Linked DNA regions of Capra hircus: region 2 is linked to region 1. A link is a contact called in public Hi-C data. All regions are on one chromosome and are shown on one strand. The core of a region is the stretch at or near the end of the contact, and the rest is flanking DNA. Distances in the headings are between cores, read along the strand shown. Region 1 has its middle 52 kb from the start of CD2. Region 2 has its middle 10 kb from the start of CD2.

Region 1 (7,016 bases), core at 2,061-4,560:
GTCAAAGCTATGGTTTTTCCTGTGGTCATGTATGGATGTGAGAGTTGGACTGTGAAGAAAGCTGAGCACCAAAGAATTGATGCTTTTGAGCTGTCGTGTTGGAGAAGACTCTTGAGAGTCCCTTGGACTGCAAGGAGATCCAACCAGTCCATTCTGAAGGAGATCAGCCCTGGGATTTCTTTGGAAGGAATGATGCTAAAGCTGAAGCTCCAGTACTTTGGCCACCTCATGTAAAGAGTTGACTCATTGGAAAAGACTCTGATGCTGGGAGGGATTGGGGGCAGGAGGGGAAGGGGACGACCGAGGATGAGATGGCTGGATGGTAGCACTGACTTGATGGACGTGAGTCTGAGTGAACTCTGGGAGATAGTGATGGACAGGGAGGCCTGGCGTGCTGTGATTCATGGGGTTGCAAAGAGTCGGACATGACTGAGTGACTGAACTAACTAACTAATTGATAATTTTTGATTTGTATTACATCAACCAATAGACCACATTTCATGGAATATAAGACTCCTAATTGTAAGGTGCACTATTTTTAAAAACTACCCCACAACGGAGAAATATTGCCAAATAAACTATGACATGCAGCTGACTGTATGATACATTCGATTTTAGACATGTTAGGATATGCATCTTAGATTTGGTGAAATATGGTATTAATAATCTCTCACGTTCTGTCATTTCCAATTTGATAAACATATCCTCCATAGTACCATTTACTGGGTTTTCATAGAATGCAGCCACTGATGAAAACATTGAGCTGGGCAGGGCCAAGGAGAGCATTCAGGAGACTTCTACCTGGGAACTCCCTCAGGTTTGCTTGCTCATTTGTTTGAATACCCACTTACCAAATAAATATTAATTTATCCAGTGAATGCACAAAGAACTCAGGTTACAAGGATGAAGACAGTCCAGCCTCCGTCAGTCTCAGTCTGGAATTCACACAGTAGTCCATTAAGGCATACTCTCTGGGCCTGGTTGTTCCAGCCCCTCAGTATCCCTTTAACTGAGCTCTTGACCACATCAGAACTTGAGGCCCAGTCAGGAGGGGCAACTGGAGGATGGAACAGAGCAGGGAAGGGGCCAGGACCCGGAATCAGGGTGGGAGAAACAGGCGGGTTACAGGGATAAGTAAGTACACAAATAAAGAAGTCACAATGCCTGAAAGGAAGCGTGAGTTCAGGCGTGACCAGAAGTAGACTCAGAAAGAATGCGCAGCCAAAGCAGAGATGCCACAGTTGTCAATCCTCATGGTCAGAGGACATTCGGAGAGCTGAGTATTCATGGACCATGGGACAGGGATCCAGGCCCCAAATAAGACACCTAGGACCCCCAACTCATACTTTGGTTCTAGGCAGGAATCCGGCTACTAGGACACAAAACCAGTCAGATCTAAGAACCAGGTTCCAAAACTGTGGACTGCCCTCTGCTCCCTGAGTGTCCACAGGGTGAAACAGGGGAGGCAGACAGGGGTGGGGAGAGACTTCCTCCTCAGGGCAGTAAGAGCTCAGGCTGGGCCTCGGTGTGGAGCCGGGGGAGCCAGACCCCTGAGCTTTCAACATGCAGCCAAAAAGACCCGGAGGACCGCAGGAGAGAAAATGAGAGGAACAGAGGAGCAAATGTCTGCCTCTGAGAAGAGGTCTGAAGAAGGTGAGTGATTTCCCCAGGAGACTAAAGTCTCTGACATGTGGGAATCCCAGTCCGGAACCGGCCAGGGGCAGAATGGGCCAGAGAGTACAACATGGGCACACACAGCTGCCGAGGACCAAAATGTCACCCCTTCATTAAAAAGAGTTAGGAAATAAATTTATATGCAAATGAACTTATTTACAAAACAGAAACAGACTTACAGATATCAGGAACAAACTTAGGGCCACCAAAGAGGAAAGATGGGGGAGGAGGGGTGAATCAGGAGCTTGGAGTGAACACATACACACACTGCCATGCATAAGCCGATAACCGGCAAGGCCCTACTGCGCAGGGAACCCTGCTCAGCATTCTGTGATAACCTGCACGAGAAAAAAAAGAGGGGATATCTGTATAACTGAATCACTGTGTTGCACACCTGAAACTAAGTCAACATTGTCCGTCAGCTATACTCCAATAAAATGTTTTCAAAAGATAGTTAAGGTGACAGTGATAAAAATGAAAACAAAAAGAAATTCATGAGGGTGGCTTAGAATAATAATTATAAATTGAATGCAGAACATTAGTTACTCCCATGACAGAATGAAATAGAAATGTAACTGATTCTGGCCAATTGCAACTTCATTCTGAATGAAGAAGCAAGGCACCCAGTGCCATGTATGGAAATAGCTTCATTATTTGCACTCATTCACATTTATTTCAGACACACATATGATTTGGTAGTACTCTCTTAGTTCTAAGAAAGCCTCTTTAGAGGTTTTGTGTTTTTGCTTTTAAGAGAAAAAAAAATCAAGACCCAGTTAAATTGTGAATTTAAATACAAACTTTAAAATTATAGGGATTCTCATAATCACATTAAGGTCTTTCCATTATTAGATAAGCTTGAAACTTACAGAGCATTTTCTCTCCAGGGTCAAACTTAGATTGAAATGTGGAAATAGATGATCAAGATTTGGGTTTTTATAATTGTCTGTGTGGGCAGACACAGAACTCAGCCCTAGAAATTCTTTACAGGGATCTCACATAATGTGACTCATTCCTCAATGGGAGGATAATCTGGTGGACAGTTACAGTTGGCAACTAAGGAATACCTGAGGTTAGTCTTGGGACTTCCGTATGCGGCCTGCTGTGCTGTCCCTGTGGTCGAGAATTATCGCCTTAGCCAATTGTTCGCAATGTCATGGAAGATGTTTGTGATCTGTTCAATTCCTGATGTCTGGGATGAAAACTAAGGTCAGAATCCACTATAGCTATCAGAGCAACTAAGCGGTACAGCCTGGTCTGACCTCATCTTTTTTTTTTTTTTTTTTTTTTCTTGCGAGGTCACTGGAGTCTGGCTGGCATGCCACAACCAGGGTCCTGTGCACTGCAACGAAAGATCCTGCATGATGCAACTAAGACCAGACACAGCCAAATAACTAAAGAATACTGAGGTCTTCATCATATCCGGAGGACTGATCTCCACCTGGAAGGACTGGGCAATTCTTACCCCAGTGGCAGGAGGTCAAGAGTGCAAGCGTACAGGGGGGTGACCAGCTGGGCTTTATCTCCACAGGCCTTCAGGGCTCAATCATGTTATCCCGCACACCACTGGCGGCCATCGGGGCTGAATGGTGGCGTGGGAGGCACCAAAAACCTGTAGGTGGGGTCTTCCAGAGGAAGGGCAGGAAGCGTAAAGCCCCAAGTGCGCTCCTCCGGTGCACAGTGAATGTAAGTCCCTGCTCTCCCAGCAGGGGGCAGCAAGGGCCGAGGAGCGGTATTTAACTAATTCAAGCGACTCCCAGTAATGCTTGAACAACGCTGAAATACAGTGGATTGCTTATTGAGACAGCAATTCAGAGTAATAATTCGGGTATTATAGCAAATGAGGCTCTATTTTACAGTCACAAACTGGTGGGGCCCGAGTGCTCGAGTTATAGAAAACATAGAATATCAATAAATGTTAGTAAAGATTTAGCAGAATGAATGCAAATTGCAAAATAAGCTTATGAAAATATTTCCGTCTTACCTGTACAAAGAAATGTAAACAAGATAGTACATTACAATCTGTCAAACCATCACATTTTTAAATTATAACTTGTCAAGAATGTAAGGAAAAAAAAACACAGATGTAAAACCAATGAATCACTGAAGTGGTAATTAGTTAAAATTTATTGTGCACACGCCAAGAAGACAATTTGCAGACCAAGAGCACTCAGACTAAAACAGGGAATGAGGCTCAGAGCGATGTTGTAACAAACCAACTTTTATGGGTGGAAGCAGTGAATGTTTGTTCTTCACAGTGATTGTTACAATATTATTAATAGAATTTTCTTAAATGAAGATAATTGGTTATTAGTGTTTACTTCATATAAATGCAAGGGAACAATTAGAGTTTCGCTTCACGGTTTTTTGAAGCGTAAGCAAAGAAGTGACCAAAGTCAAGTTAGCCAGACTTGTCTTGCAAAGTAAGCTTAAATTAAGGTTTGCTTGTATAACTGAACTGATTTTGTCTACTCAGTTAATTTTCAAGTGTGGTTTCCATTTGTGTTTGATTTTTAACAAACTTCTGGCTAATTATGAAGGATGTTTTATGCTTTGGATTCTGTTTATACATCATCTCATCTAGTCCTAAGTGTTCGCCCCATTGTATGAATGAAGAAACTGAATCTCTAGGAGATTGAGCAGTGTACTATGTCAATTTGAATATAAATGCTGACGTCCTCTCTGTGCTACTAAAACGATAAATAATTCGTTGTTGTAGGTGCTGTCATGTACATTGAGGATGTTTAGCATCGTCCCAGATCTCTACCCACTAGAAGTCAGTAGCAACCCCTCACCCTAATTGGGAAAACCAGAAACATCTGCAGATATGACTGAAAGTTCTCTGGGCGGCAAGTTTGCCCCCAGTTGAGAACCACTGGATAAGGGCTATCTGATGGTGAAGGATCTCAAAAAAATTCTTGTAGAGTGGTATTGGTTGTAACAGGCTGGAGGAAGCCAAAGCTTTTTGTGCCCACTGAGCCACTGTAGGGTGCAGAACACATCTGCATCACCTCTTAGCTTAGAAAGATTATACACCAAAAGGAAGGAAAGACTTGGAGAACTAAAACCCAGAGGATTCAGTAGAAGGCTGTTTAAAGAATAGTTTGGTTCCTGATCCATCTTGAAGCAGGATTATGAAGAACTGAGGCAGAAAGATCTTCATGATCATGGTGGACTTAATACCTGATATAATGGTAATTTTTAAAAATGTGAACAATGACAAAGAAGACAATGCAAGAAGAAAACGTCCGCTAGAAACTACAGCCCAAACAAAAAGGGAAGGGAAAGTAACTGTAATATTAATACGCAGCAAGGGTCTGTGGTGAATAGTATTTATGTAGTTATAGTAATTCATATTAAATTAATCATAAGTATTAATAAATATATTAATGATAATCATGGAGGTATTGTTGTTATATTACTTAATAATTGATTATTGACTTACTGCTGGCTAAACGAAACATGGGCTTCTCTGGTGGTTTTGTGGTTAAAAATAAAAATCTGCCTGCAATGCAGGAGATGCGGTTTCGATCTGTGTGTTGGGAAGATCCCCTGGAGAAGGAAATGGCAACCGACTTCCGTATTCTTGCTGGGAAATCCCATGGACAGAGGGACCTGGTGGGCTACAATCCATGGGGGTGCCAAAGAGTTGGACATGACTTAACTAACGACTGAACAATATTACCAAACCGCATAGCGATAAGTTTATTGGAAGGATATGGGAATGAAAAGTGGGGCAGGGGCAACTGATATAAATGAGCTAAATCCCAACATGTCACAACAGTAAAATAATGCCTACAGCTTTGAAATTACAGAATAAACGTAATACTGGAGGTAAGCATCTAAAACAGTAACTAAAAATTTGAGTGCCCCTGCGCTGTGAACAGGAGGGGAGCTCAGTGAGCCAGGAGACTAGTGTTTTCTATTATACTTTTTGATAATGTTTGTTTTTTGAAACAATATGCATATATCATTTTTAAAAAATATTTTTAATATCCAGACCTATTGAAATGTTAGTGAAAAGAGCAGTCTTCTCTGTTGCTGGTAGAGGTATGTATTGAGGCAAGTTTTCTGGGAAATAGTGTGCCAGTTATCAAGTCTTAAAATAGTCATCACCTCAAAAAAAAGTATTCATCACCTCTAGGAATGTATCCTTTAGATTAAGTTAGCAATGTAGGCTAAAATGTATATGCAAAGCCTCATATTATATTATATTATATGTTACAGTAACAAGTTGGAAACATCGCAATTATCCCACAGTTGGCAAGTAGCTAAATGAATGCATAGATATACAACTAATAATATACAACTTTTAAAAGAGTTTGTGAAGAACTTAACATTATGTGGAGACATGCTTACAAAATACCAAGTGGAAAAAAGCAGAGGACCCAACTAAAAGGCCCTATCTCAACAATGTAAAATACATAAGTGCAGGAAAAAGTCTAGACAGCAATATGTGAACATGTTAACACTGGTTATCTCTGGGATTGTGGTAAATTTTATTTTCTTCTCAATCCTTCTTAGTTTTCTAATTTTTATTCAATGAGCACATATTGCTTTCACAATCAGAAAGAACATAAATGTAATCATTTTAAAACAAAAGGAAACAATCTTGAGTACCAATTGCCTTCAGTTCAGTTCCATCTCAGTCTTGTCCAACTCTTTGTGACCCCATGCACTGCAGTACGCCAGGCTTCCCTGTCCATCATCAACTCCCAGAACCTGCTAGAAAACGAAATCTACTTCTGTGTGGCTAAGGCCTGGAGGGTGGAGGTTGCTTCAAGCCCTCCTGGAACCCCTGAAGGTTGATTTCCCACTGCACAGACAACTAGAGATTAGGCATGGAACAAAAGACTGTGCAAAGAGTTTCACTTGAATAACTGGTCTAGCTCATCAAGGCCTTGGAACACGTGCTCATTTTTATCCACAGTCTAACAGAGGCATTACCACCCACCGTCACATTCCTGTGTCTGAATCTCAGGAATCCATGAATTCTCAGGCTCTTTTCCTTCAGTTTCAGGTAGCAAACAGCAGATGAATGACGGTGCTTAAGACTGTTTAGGCCAGAAAGCAAGAAAATGAACAAGATATTATTCACTTGAGAGTGGTTTTTCAGTGGTCTTTTCCTTTATAAAATGTAGCTTTTCATGAAAATATCAAAGTATTCTATCATTCATTAATAACACAAAATAGAACAGTGGTTCTTAAACTTTAGAGCTGTTTTAATTATCTGAGGAACATGTTTAAAATGCAGACTAGTTGGCTCAACCTCTCAAGAGTCTCATGTGTATGATCCAGGATGGATTCGAGAATGTGCATTTTGAACAGATATGATAAGTTGA
Region 2 (7,505 bases), core at 1,411-3,910, 61 kb after region 1:
ACATGCGCTTTGGGGTTTTGTCAAGTCTGTATTTATCTTCTTGGCTCCGCTGGGTCTTAGTTGCGGCAGGTGAGATCTTTAGTCGCTGCATATGAACTCGGAGTTGCGGCACGCGGGATCTATCCATAATTCCCCAACCAGGGATTGAACCCCCGCCAGCTGCACTGGGAGCGCGGAATCTTACCCACTGGACCACTGAGAAAGTCCCAACGTGAGTTTTTAATAAGGATGAAGACCCAAGTTATATTTAACACTGCTCTAGCAAAGAGGTCTACTGCCTGTGTGCAGGGCCTTTAAAAGATCAAGCTCTGATGCACATGGGAGTGTGTGATTCCCAGTAGCCAATATATGAAAACAAGCCAAGTGTCCATCAGCAGATGAACGGAAAAGGAAACTGTGGTATATGCATACCATGGAATATTTTTCATCCTTTACAAAGAAGGAGACCCTGCCATTTTGACAACATGGATAATAGCAGACATTATGCTATAGAAGGACAAAGGCTGCCTGATTCCGTTTGTGTGAGTTACCTAAAATAGTCACATACACGGAAGCAGAGAACACCACGTGGCCACCAAGGGCCGAGGGAATGGGCAATGGGGAGTCATTGTTCAGTGGGGGTGAAGTTCCGGTTACGTCAGATAAGTCAGGTCTAAAGATGAGCTCTACAACACAGCACCTGCAGTTCACAGTACAGGAGTGTGCACCTGAGCATTTGTGAAGAGGGCAGATCTCACCATTGTGTTCTTTTTCCTCAGCTTTACTGAGAGGTACTTGACATATAACCTTGTATAAATTTAAGGTATGAGGGAATGTTGCAAAGTAATTATCATAGTAAAGTTAGTCAACAGCTCCAACACCTCACTTAATTATCTTTGTGTGTGTGTGTGCATGTGTGTGTGTGGTAAGAATACTGAAGACCTACTCTTGGCAGCTTTCATGTACATAATACAGTGTTGTTAACTGCAGTCACCAAGCTGTATGTCAGAGTCCCCAGAAAGTATTCCTTTTATGACTAGAAGTTTGTACACTAACATCTCTCCATTTTCCCTACTTCCACCTCCTGGCAACCACTGTTCTACTCTCTCTGAGTTTTTGACTTTTTCAGATTCCACATTTAAGTGAAGGGGCTTCCCTGGTGGCTCAGATGGTAAAGCGTCTGTCCGCAATGCGGGAGACCTGGGTTCGATTCCTGGGTCGGGAAGATCTCCTGGAGAAGGAAATGGCAATCCACTCCAGCACTCTTGCCTGGAAAATCCAATGGACAGAGGAGCCTGATAGGCTACAGTCCGTGGGGTCGCAAAGAGTCGGACGCGACTGAGCAACTTCAGACTCATTTAAGTGAGCTCACACAGTATTTGTCTTTCTCTGAATTATCTCACTCAGCATAATGCCCTCAAGGTCCACCCATGTTGCCGCAAATGGCAGGATTTCCTCCTTCTTAGGGCTGAATTATATATTTTCTGTAACAGTTCATCGTTTAGGTGCTTCCATGTCTTGGCTATGGTAAATAATGTACTTAGCCATGTACTTAGCGTGCAACTATCTCTTTGAGTTAGTGTTTTTATTTTCTTTGGAAATAAACCCAGAAGTGGGACTTGCTGGATCACACGGTAGTTCTATTTTTAATTTTTTGAGGAATCTCCATCCGATTTTCCACAGTGGCTGTACCATCATGTTAAGTGTTGTTATGATGGACAAAGGGACGCAAGGGTACTTTGGGAGGTGTTGCTACGTCTGTTGTCTAGAATGCAGTGTTTGTTACCATGATCTTGCCATCATGGATCTCTGCATATGTCCAAACTCTTCAAATCGTGTACATTAAATATGTGCAGTTCTTTACATATCAATCATACATCAATAAAACTGTTCAAAAGAAAAGAACAGTTCCCGGGGAAAGGGGGGCTTCTCCACTGTGGGCTGTGTCTATAAACATACAATTAGCCCCTCCTCTCTCTCCACGGGGGAGGGGACAGTGTCGGGTGCCAAAACTGTGCCAAGTATGTATTAATAAACTCTGAACCATATTGGCAGCTTTGTGGTTTTCTGCAGCCTTTTGCAGCCTGGAAAACGTTTTCCTATTAGAAGCCCCTGCTGTTTTATCTATTACACGTGAAACCGAATAAGTCTTCACACGTCCACAGGGAGTTGGGGAGTAGCATCAGAGTGTGCAGCAAGGGGAAGGGAATTAAAAAGGGAGCTAATGTCATCCGCGGGGAATAGCGAGTCGGGGGTGGGGGAATTGGGGACTGCTCCGGAGGAGAAGGGGCTGCGGAAGGATTTTTCGCCATGTGTTGCGGCCACTCAAGCAAGAGCACGCGCCTGCTGTCCGCGCGCCCCCCAACATATAAAAGGCAGCTGCACGGAATGTTACACATGGGCTGACTTACAGAGAGAAAAATTTTTATCTCACAAGGCAGATTTGATTTCCCGAGACCATATGCTTGCTTGTCTTTTTCCGAAGAGCCCACGATCTCATGAGGGAAAAATTCAGTTTTATTGGCTCTCAGAGAAAAGGGAATTGGAAATGTTAGCTAAATAGAGACCGCATGGACCTGAATCTCTGAGCACTCCCCCGGGGCTGTGGAGGAGTGTCAGGCTATGAAACTGCAGATCCGAGGACAGAAATGCAAAACCGAGAAGAGCTGTGGCTGGGAGCAAGGCAGTGTGGGCTCTGGTCCCTGCTCTGTTGCTCACGACCTTCGAACCACGCTCTGCCTGTGATGTGGGGGGAGGACAGGATTTGCCCCGTTTGTGCTGCAAAACCGACGTATAAGTGTTGCATAAGGGGCACCATATGCGACACTGACTTGGGACTTAACAGGGGTAGTTGCAGGCCAGATATTGTTATTATTAATATTTGAAGACAACTTACAATCTGACCAAAGCTAAGGTATTTGTCCAGTTTTTAAGCAACTATTACTTGAACACTGTATTAGGACTCTCTGTCTACAAGTGGCATCACGTCAAATGAAAATGCCTTATTCATAATCGGGAAGTCATTAGGCCATTCATTCATTCAGTCAGTAAGCTGACAACACTTTGCGTCTCTGCTATGTGCCAGCTGCCTTTCTAAGAACTGGGTGCAGAGCAGCAAACTCAACACCCCAAGTTTCTCAAAGGATGTGCATGCTAAGGAGGAGATACAGATAATAATAGCCACAAATATATGTCGTTTTTCAGGAAGTGATGCCTGATACAAAGAAAAATCAAGCAAGGCAAGGGGATACAGAGTGACAAGGAAGGGCTACTTTAGGGAGGACTGGCCAGAGATGACCTAACTGGAAAGGCAGCGGGTGAGCAGAGCTGTGAGGGCGAGAGGGAGCAAACTGTGCAGAGGCCTGATGGAAGGTGTCCCAGGGAGCGGGGACAGTCAGAGGCCGGAGTCAAGGGCCAGTGAGCATGGAGTGGGCCGAGCTAGAGCAGGAGTGGTGGGAGATGAGCTCAGAGGGGAGCAGGTGGGTCATGCAAGGCCTGTGAGTCAAGAAAAAGTTCTTGCAGCCGAACAGAGAGCTTTTAGAGGGTTCTAAGCAGAGCAGTGGGATTATCTGACCCATGGGTTTAACAGGATCACTCAGGCTACCTTGTGGAGAAGAGTGCACGAGGGCTGGGGGTGGAGGCAGGGGGTCAGTGTGCAGGTGTTGCAGCGGCCTGAGCCTAAGGACTGGGCAGGGAGCAGCAGACACAGGAGGCGCTGGATTATGGCTGCATCTTGAAGGCAGTGCTGGTGGGATGTGTTTACAGCTTGGAGGTAGGGTATAGGGTGCCACAGGCTTCCCTGGTGGCTCAGCGGTAAAGCATCTGCCTGCTAAGCAGGAGACACGGGTTCAACCCCTGGGTCTGGAAGAAGGAAATGGCAACCCACTCCAGTATTCTTGTCCGAAGAATCCCATAGACAGAGGAGCCTGGTGGGCTACATAGGGTCACAAAAGAGTCAGACATGACTTAGCGACTAAACAACCGTAGGTCTAGAGTGGTCCAATGCAGTTGGATCCATGAGCTCAAATATTAAAACCAAGACTCGTAGCCTTTCTGTGTCTCTTGGTGCCGTTCTCTCCTGTGCTGGCCTCATTTTCAGCTGGGCTCTTCCCCAGGCTGGTAAAGATGGCCACCAACCCCTATGGCCCATCAGCTTGCTCAGAGAAGTAAGGAAGGTTTTGTTGCAAAGAATCTTCAATAGATGCCCTCTCTGGCCTTGTTGGTTTGAACAGGGTCCTGTGCTCCCACCAAACCAATGAGAATGACCAGGGAAGGGAATCACGTTGACTCGGTTAGGCTGAGCCACAAGCTCCCTTCCTAGAGCAGGGGGTGCTGTTAGCTTCCCCTTGGTGCGGGGGGAGCTGCAGGGAAAGGACCAAAAATCAAGAGTGGCCACTGAGAGAAGGGGGCTCGGTGCAGCCTGGCTTTCCCTATGGGCACTGCAATCAGGGAGACTTTAGCAAGGGCATCTCAGCAAACAGGAAGAGGTACACAACAAAGATGCAGACCGGGGAGCTGTCTCGCATGGAGGCTGAGGGAGAGAGGAGGCCAGAGGTAGTTCTGGAACAATTTAAGCAATGTGTTCATAGGCATGAGGGCCATGGGATCCAAGTATGTTTACATTGCCAAGGGGTGAGATGAGATAGGTTTTGTCGTCTGGGACACACACAAATGACTGACCACAAGCCAAGGCAGAACAAAATAGATGCTGAATGAGAGCCACGAGCAACGTGCACCTGGGAAGCTTAAAACTGAGGTGCTGCAGTTCAGAAATGAGAGATGGACGACACTCAGGTAGGCTTAGATCAGGAATGATGTTTCACTGTCACTGATAGCAAGCGCTTAATTATCCACGGCCACTGGCCCTGCTGCGTGGGCAGCATCTTCCCAGTCATTAGCTTCCCCAGCAGTCCATGCCCCGAGCTGCTAATTGGTGGCCCATCTGACTGCACAGCTTCCTCTCCCGCTTTGCCCCAGGCATAGCTTTCTGTACTAGCCGCGAAACAGCCAGGGGAAGAACCACCAGCAGCTGAGGGGCAAAAAGCCCTTTGGCTGCAGATGGAAAACTGGAGAAACCTGGGTGGTTTTCAAGGGAGAAACAGGTGGCAAAGGAGGGGGCCCACACATAACTAAAGCCCAGGTCACCCAGCACTTCTTCTAAAGGGGAAGCAAAATACAAGCAGTGCAACTTCCTCCAAAGACTGAGAAGAGAGTCACAGAGAAACACACTCCCATGTGTGGAGAAAAAGGGAGAGAATTAAATGAGAACACTCTGCATCAGTTAAAGCTTCCTGGGAAAAAGATAAGAGTGGCGAAAAATCAGAATTAGATCACACCAGCCAAAGCAATTAAGGAGAATAAGATGTGCTTTCTACAAATATCAGGGGAAAGGAGATTATGAAGGGGAAATAAGACTTAATAAATGCAGAGGACCATGAAATTAATGATGACCGCAAATGACTGAAATACTCAATTCGTTCTCTGTTAGCCTTTAACTAGGAAAACAAAGGGAAGAAACTGAGCAATTAAAAAGCAAGGACAAGTTGAGAAGAGAATGAAGTAACTGCTGGCAGGGAGGAGGTGTCTGGCCACATGGTCCTCAAACTTTACAGGCATTTTGTTGGGATCCAACACCTAGGGTTCGTGTGTCAGCCCCAACCCGGCACGTGTGCTGGGCTGATGAGCGTGGTGCCCTCGTTTTCCTGAGTCTGATGAACTGATGGGGCTGAAGAAAGGGAGAAGAGTGAGAGGTGGGAGGGGAGACTCCTCAGCTGAACTTGGAACCATCGTAATGGCCCTAACTAAGTTGCTGGTCTTCAGTGTGGCCACCCCCTTCCCTCCCACTCTTCCTACCCTGCTTCAGGTCCTCTGTCCTTCAGGGCTTAGTATCCAGGGGTTAGTGCCCATTTCTTGGCGTATTCTCTGTGAAGAGCCCACCCACAAGACTGGCCTGTTTCTGAGAACTGGGAGGAAGTATGGAGAGTCTCAGTGGTAAAGAATCTGCCTTACCAATGAAGGAGACACAGGAGGCATGGTTCAGTCCCTGGTCTGGGACGATCCCCTGGAGAAGGAAATGGCAGCCCACTCCAGTATTCTTGCCTGGGAAATCCCATGGACAGAGGAGCCTGAAGGGCTATACAACAGTCCACGGGGTCACAAAGAGCCCAACACAACTGAGCAGCTGAACAACAACATAGGTTGTTAACAACAACATAAGGTCAGGGTGGGCTGACCAAGCAAGAGTGATTTCTGTTTTGCCTAAGTGGGGAGATCAAGTTGATTTCTATAACTTGCAACGAGAAATCCTAACTTACCCTGCCAACTTCTACAACAGGTATTGGAGATAGAAGGGTATGCAGTCAAGGGCACTGCTCTCAGAGAGTTTGTGGCCCCGTAAGAGAGACATCACACATACCCAGATCCTTGGAACACTGTGTGATGGTTGCAATCATGGTAGACATCTGGAGGCAGTGCCCCAGTGGAGTCGTTGTAGCCCCGCATTCCGGGAAACAAACTCACTCAGGAGGACAATGCAGATACTGTGTTGTGCCCGAAGTCCGAGTCCCCAAAACTGAGAGAATAAGACGTCCACAGCAATGCAAAAGCATAAAAGGGGTTTATTGCTAGCTCGAGCCAGGGCCCAGGTCTCATCCAGCACAGTGGAATCCGACAAGAGCCCCGAGCTCTGAATCACATCTACATTTATACAGACGGTTCTTTGTTCCTGTACCAGCATAGCTGGTTGGCTAAACCATGCGTGCATGCGGGACTATTAAACCTCGCATCCCTATCCGGATTGGCTCGGGTCTGGTGTGGGGCGGGGGGGGGGGGGGGTCGCGGAGGGTATGGGGATTTTTCTGATTGGTCGAGCTACACTGCCTGCGGGAGTTCCCAGTGCCTAGCTTTCCTAGAGACTAAACCTCAGGCCTAGCCTGCCCCTTAGAGCCTGTCCTGGCTCCAGTTTGGTCCTAACAAGTGGCGTGCAGTTTATTACACCAGCGGGCCCAAGGCAGAGTCTCCTCTTAGCCAAGGACCCCGACCAGCATTTGTGAAAATCTTTTATACCCCATGTGTATGTGTCTGAACCCACCACTCCAAATTCCTTCAGACTTACATAAACAAAGGAAGGGTAAATACAATCCCATTAACCCCATCATTCACGTGTTATGTGCTCAAACAGTTAAACAATTGGCCAATAACCAATAAGCCCGACATGACACTCCGATAGGTACGGAAAAGTTTATGGCCTGTCCGGAGGGGGTCTTATCCTTCTGCTGTTGTTTCCTTAGGCACTAAACACAGAGCTCAGAGTCCATCTGAAAGGTGGCCGAGCATGATCAGCATGAACAGGCCTAAGATAGAGTCCAGGCCCTATGGATTCCCTCTTCAAAGTCAGAGGTCCAACTCTACTCAGGTGGACCAGGAAAGGCTTCTAAAGTTTACTGTGCTTGCTTCTGACAGATCCCTGGGATGTTTGACATGTAGCAAAGGAGCTCTCCTCAGACAGCACCAACCCAGGTGGAAAG

What was found. Hi-C and Micro-C count contacts between places; a contact is called where the count stands out from the background.
Region 2: a contact with region 1 is called in a Hi-C map of liver, with 2.6 times the contacts expected there. The contact joins two enhancer-like sites. A contact is called at or near these places in 3 of 5 Hi-C or Micro-C datasets (blood and liver).

What each region holds. Positions count from the first base shown.
Region 1 is chr3:94,100,130-94,107,145 of ARS1.2, reverse strand. No RefSeq gene overlaps it. Among named protein-coding and RNA genes, the nearest start is that of CD2, 52 kb to the right of the region's middle. Within about 2 kb of position 3,310, at least 1 of the 5 cell types and tissues checked has an H3K27ac peak or open chromatin away from gene starts, as enhancers often do.
Region 2 is chr3:94,038,041-94,045,545 of ARS1.2, reverse strand. No RefSeq gene overlaps it. Among named protein-coding and RNA genes, the nearest start is that of CD2, 10 kb to the left of the region's middle. Within about 2 kb of position 2,660, at least 2 of the 5 cell types and tissues checked have an H3K27ac peak or open chromatin away from gene starts, as enhancers often do.